2 separate regions of the Sus scrofa genome follow, and region 1 is linked to region 2. The links are chromatin contacts, called in public HiChIP or PLAC-seq maps. All regions are on one chromosome and are shown on one strand. Each heading gives the region's core, a stretch centred on a gene start, on an enhancer-like site or on the middle of the called end of the contact. The rest is flanking DNA. Distances are from core to core; before and after follow the strand shown. Region 1 overlaps LOC106505748 (a long non-coding RNA gene). Region 2 overlaps TBL1XR1 (F-box-like/WD repeat-containing protein TBL1XR1).

What was found. HiChIP or PLAC-seq counts read pairs in DNA pulled down with a chosen protein or histone mark.
Region 1: an H3K27ac HiChIP or PLAC-seq map of alveolar macrophages shows a contact between it and region 2. The contact joins two enhancer-like sites. A contact is called at or near these places in 1 of 47 Hi-C or Micro-C datasets (embryonic fibroblasts) and 1 of 2 datasets of contacts at active chromatin or transcription factors (alveolar macrophages).

The regions. Positions count from the first base shown.
Region 1 is chr13:115,727,695-115,730,394 of Sscrofa11.1, reverse strand. The region is part of intron 1 of LOC106505748 (a long non-coding RNA gene); the gene reads right to left. Among named protein-coding and RNA genes, the nearest start is that of TBL1XR1, 240 kb to the right of the region's middle. Within about 2 kb of position 1,389, at least 31 of the 83 cell types and tissues checked have an H3K27ac peak or open chromatin away from gene starts, as enhancers often do. A contact at or near this core is called in alveolar macrophages, where this site is marked.
Region 2 is chr13:115,369,148-115,371,847 of Sscrofa11.1, reverse strand. All of the region lies in intron 2 of TBL1XR1 (F-box-like/WD repeat-containing protein TBL1XR1), which reads left to right. Among named protein-coding and RNA genes, the nearest start is that of TBL1XR1, 120 kb to the left of the region's middle. Within about 2 kb of position 1,332, at least 2 of the 83 cell types and tissues checked have an H3K27ac peak or open chromatin away from gene starts, as enhancers often do. A contact at or near this core is called in alveolar macrophages, where this site is marked.

The sequences.
Region 1 (2,700 bases), core at 140-2,639, 360 kb before region 2:
TCAGGAAGATTTGCACACTTTAAGCCAAAGATTCTTACACTTCTACTCTGAAAGGCACAAAGGACTGAAAGAATTCCTCTTATTTCCATTCGATAAAGAAACATTGAAGTTATAAAGATTTAAATGATTCTTCCGAAGTCACAGATCTGAGATTCAAATCCAGACATCTTCCAGTGGCAAGTGCTACTCTGTTTCCTCCCCAGCAGCAGAAAGAAAGTCAAAATATTTATGAAATATCCAATTTCCCACTTTCACTGGGAAATGATCTAGGAAGAACTGTGGAAGGCAGAGAGGATCTAGAAAGTATATTTATGGAAACAGCAGAAGCGTTATGCATCATTGTGGGATTTTTCTTTCCCTATGCCCTGGGAGTCCCTGAAACACTGCTCCAGTAACAGTGACTGTCTAGGTCCAGATGTAGAATAAATTCTTATTGAAGTGTCATACAAATAGACAATCTAGAATTACTGAGAGTAAGTTACATTAGAAATCTGAAAAACACATAGCAAAAGTGTATTTTGGCAAGTGCCTTGAAGAATGGTAAATTCAATTCAACATATAGTGATTTAGTCTGCCTCCCATAAGCCAGGAAATAGTATTCCAAACTTGTGTTGTCCAGTGTGGTAGCCAATATTCACACACGGCTATTAAGGCAAAATTAAAGACACCAAAAATCCAGTTCCCAGTCACACTAGCCACATTTCAAGGCACTCAATAGCCATAGGAGGTTAGTAGCTAATTATAGAACAATTCCATGATCACAAAAAATTCTACTGAACAATGTTACTAGACTCTGAAGAAGAAATAACCAAGTCTCCCAAAGTAGCTCACATTCTCATAGAGAAAACACTCCACATGTACTCTAAAAATGCAGGAGTGTAACACTGGTCAGGCTCTCTAACAATGTCTTATAGGAGGTAACACAAAACTTCTGAAAGCATTCCAAATAGGTACAAGCTAATTAGAGGCTTTTCTCATCCCTTAAAGATGTCATGACATGTATCAAAATGTGATGCCTTCCATTTTCCTCATCGTACCAAGATTCTGCAGGGACCACACACCAGAATTAACATAAAATACTAGATAGTCTCTACAGCAGAAGTGTATTTCCTGTGCGTGGCCATCCTAAAGAACATGCCAGTCACCACAGTAGCCACAGCATAGGCTGCCCCTTATCCGTGAGAAAGGTCTGCCAGATTCACAGACTTCAATTGTTGACCCAGTCACTGGCTGGGTGTGCCTGAGAGCAGGAGGGTTGGAAGTAGAGGAGCAAGTGGTAACATGACTCAAGAAACCAGTGATCTGGGTGGTTACGTGTCATAGCAGTGAGCTCTCAGGACCCACCCTTCCTAGGTCAGCACCCTGGTCTTGAGCAGGGTTGTCTGGCTTCAGCTAGATGTCAGCAGAGCAGTCTGGCACATGACTCAGAGAGTTCTCCAGCCAATCTCACTGCTCCATACAGCCCCATCCTGTTTGTCCATTAGAGGTAAGCTTCTCTCTACCTCCGAAGCATCTCTGGTGTACTGGTCAGAAACGATCCCAATATTCAGCAGGGATCAGTGTGAGAAGGATGGAAACTTGAAAATCATCTTTCCCACACTCTGAATCTCAGAGAGGCACAAATAGAAGTGAAAGTCTTAAGGTCACTAGAACCAGGGTATCAGTGTCTGCACTTGTGAAATAAATGTTTCCACACAGAGATGTCATGGGGCCTCAGATGTCATGGTATTTCACCAGCATGACAGTCACCAACACTGCACTGTGCTCCTGTGCTGTCCCAGAAGCCAGTTCCCCACACCACCCTGCTGTGAGCAGTACCAGTGTTTAACTGTTCTCCGATGGGCAGGCTTATTTCTTTCTGCACTGTTCCTGTTTTAATCAAGGAACAACTCCCAATCAAAGACTTAGTCATTCTTCATGGGAAACACAACAGAAGCCCTTAGTAGGTATAGACCCCAACAAGAAAAATTCAGTTTGGGAAAAAAGATCAAGGCCTGTTGCCCCAAAACACTATAACTGGTAAAATCTCTACTATCATAAAACCTGATTCATCCAGGTCACACTGTCATTATAATTTCATTCTTGGAGGGTTTTAAATACTTCCAAATTTCAGTCACACAAGCTTCAGATGTGAATGGTCAACCCATAATCAGCTACTAATGCCTTAATAAGGATTAGGGTACAGCTCCCCAGATTAAGAATGGGACACCAGATGAACCCTATAAATTTAGCTCCCTATGAGTGGAAAGAGCCTCACAGAGGGAAATGTAGGATCAAATACAAAAACTTAACATACACTGAGATTGTGTATAGGGCAGGCTTCATATCTAATTGATAAAAAAAAATGAAGTTTTTTAATAGGTCACTGGCTCTTTAAATCCCAGTCTTGAAAAATCAGCCAGTGAACTAGTTTATGAGTCTGTGGGTACAGCACAGTGAAACATTTAATCAGGGAACAGAAAATCTCTGGAACAAATAAGCCACATGAATGCCTAGAAGTGGAAATGTTAACTAGTGATGTAAGTTCAGAGTACAGCTGTGTCCAAATGAGTCGGGCTTCTGGCCCAACAAGCAAAGTCTGTGAAAAGATATAGAAGAATTATATTGTTTTTCCTGAACTCAAAACAGTGGACTTTTGCCATGTTAATTCAGAGTTTCTGGGATGAGATAACAAGAAATTAAGAAAGCAGAATGGAATGG
Region 2 (2,700 bases), core at 83-2,582:
CTGCTGAGCCACAGTAGGAACTCCAAAAAGGCATATTTATAACAGTATTTTATGGTACTATAAAAATAATTTTGACTTTTAGGACTCTTCAAAATTTTTGGAAACATTAAGGGTCAACAGACCTCACTTTGAAACCCCATTTCTATACTAAATAAACATTTTTCCATGGGCATGACAAAGGTAAAGGATGTGGTTTTTAGTTTTGAGCACTTTGAATAGCATTAGAAATGAAGTATATCTACTATAAAATAGAAAGAAGCAGATTTTAATAAGATAGGATTAAAGTCTGTCTTCATAGTTAGAGAATTGATATAACCTGACTAGGCAGAGCACTTAAAAGGGGTGGACACAGAATGCCTTCAGTGTGATTATGGTTTGATATGCTTTATTTGTTCCTACCTGATGCTTTTTTTTGTCTGTGGTTTTTTTTTTTTTTTTTTTTTTTCTTCCTTTTCTTTTTAGGGCTGCAGGTGTGGCATATGGAAGTTCCCATGCTGGGGGTTGAAACATAGCTCTAGCTGCTGACCTACGCCACAGCCACAGCAACACCAGATTCAGGCCATGTCTAAACTATACCACAGCTCATGGCAACGCCAGATCTTTTAACCCACTGAGCGAGGCCAGGGATCAAACCCATGTCCTCAAGGATACTGGTCGAGTTCGTTACTGCTGAGCCAGGACAGGAACTCTTGTCTGTGATTTTTTTAAATTTACTTTTTTTTTTCTTCATTTTTTTATGTTTTGACTTAAGTTGTTATGTTACTTTCATGTATACAGCAAAGTGAATCAGTTATACATATATCCATTCTTTTTCAGATTCTTTTCCCACATAGGTTATTACAGAATATTGAGTTGATTTCTTTGTGCTCTTCAGTAGGTCTTGTTGGTTATCTTTTATCTGTAGTAGTATGTATATGTTAATCCCAAACTCCTAATTTAATCCCCCTCCAACCATTTCCCCTTTGGTAACCATAAATTTTTTACAGTCTGTTTCTATTCTACAAATAAGTTTATTTGTATCCTTTTTAAAGATTCTACATATAAGTCATATCATCTGATATTTGTTTTTCTCTGACTTAACATTTATTATGATAATCTCCAGGTCCATCCATGTTACAGGTGGCATTATTTTGTGCTTTTTATGGCTGAGTTATATTCCATTGTACATAGTACTATATCTTCTTTATTCCTCTGTCATTGGACATTTAGGTTGCTTCCATGTCTTGGCTATTGCTTTATTTTTTTTGCTTTTTAGGGCCATACCCACAGCATATGGAAGTTCCCAGGCTAGGGGTCGAATTGGAGCTACAGCCGCCGGCCTATGCCACAGCAACACTGGATTTGAGTCACTTCTGAGTCACGTCTCCTACCTACACCACAGCTCAAGGCATTGCCAGATCCCTGACCCACTGAGCGAGGCCAGGGATTGAACCCACATCCTCATGGGTACCAGTCGTATTATTTTCCGCTGTGCCACAATGGGAACTCCTGTATCTTTTCAAATTATGGTTTTCTCCAGATATATCCCCAGGAGTGGGATTGCTGGATCAGATGGTAGTTCTATATTTAGTATTTTAAGTAACCTCCATACTGTTCTCCATAGTGGTTGTACCATTTTACATTCCCGTGTAGGAAGGTTCCCTTTTTTCCACATCCTCTTCAGCACTTAATGTTTGTAGATTTTTTGATGATTCTCATTCTGACTTGTGTAAGGTGATAGCTCATTGTAATTTTGATTTGTATGCCTCTAATAATTAGTGATGTTGAACATTTTTCATGTGTTTTTTGGCCATCTATGTGTTTTCTTTGGAGAAATGTCTGTTTCGATCTTCTGCCCATTTTTTGATTGAGTTGTTTGTTTTTTTGATATTGACTGCATAAACTGTATATTTGGAGATAAATCCCTTGTCAGTTACTTCGTTTGTAAATATTGTCTCTCATTCTGTAGGTTATCTTTTCGTTTTATGGTTTCTTTTGCTGTGAAGAAGCTTTTACATTTAATTAGGTCCCATTTGGAGGTCTCTTGTGATGCAGTGGGTTAAGGATATGGTGGTGTCATTCCGGCAGTTTGATTTGCTGCTGTGGCGTGGGTTTGATCCTTGGCCCAGAAATGTCCATGTGTATCTGGTGTACTCCCTGCTAAAAAAAAAAAAAAAAAAAAAAAAAAGATTTTCATTTGTTTCTTTTTCTTTTTATTTTTTTTACTCTAAGAGGCTGATGAAAAAGATATTGCTATGATTTGTGTTGAAGTGTTCTGCCTGTTTTTCTCTAAGGGTTTTATAGTGTCCAGCCTCATGTTTAGGTTTTCAATCTATTTAGAGTTTATTTTTATATATGGTGTTAGAGAATGTTCTAATATCTTTCTTTTACATGTAGCTGTCCAGTTTTCCCAGCACCACTTATCAAAGAGACTGTTCTTTCTCCATTGTATATTCTTGCCTCCTTTATCCTAGATTAGTTGACCATAGGTGAATGGGCTTATCTCTGGGCTTCCTATCCTGTACCATTGATCTATATTTCTGTTTGGGGGCTCATTCTATATACTGTTTTGATGACTGTGGCTTTATAGTATAGCCTGAAGTTAGGGAGCCTGATTCCTCCAGCTCCATTTTTTCTTTCTCAAAATTGCTTTGGCTCTTCATAGTCTTTCGTGTCCCTGCAAATTTAAAAATTTTTTGTTCTAGTTCTGTGAAAAAATGC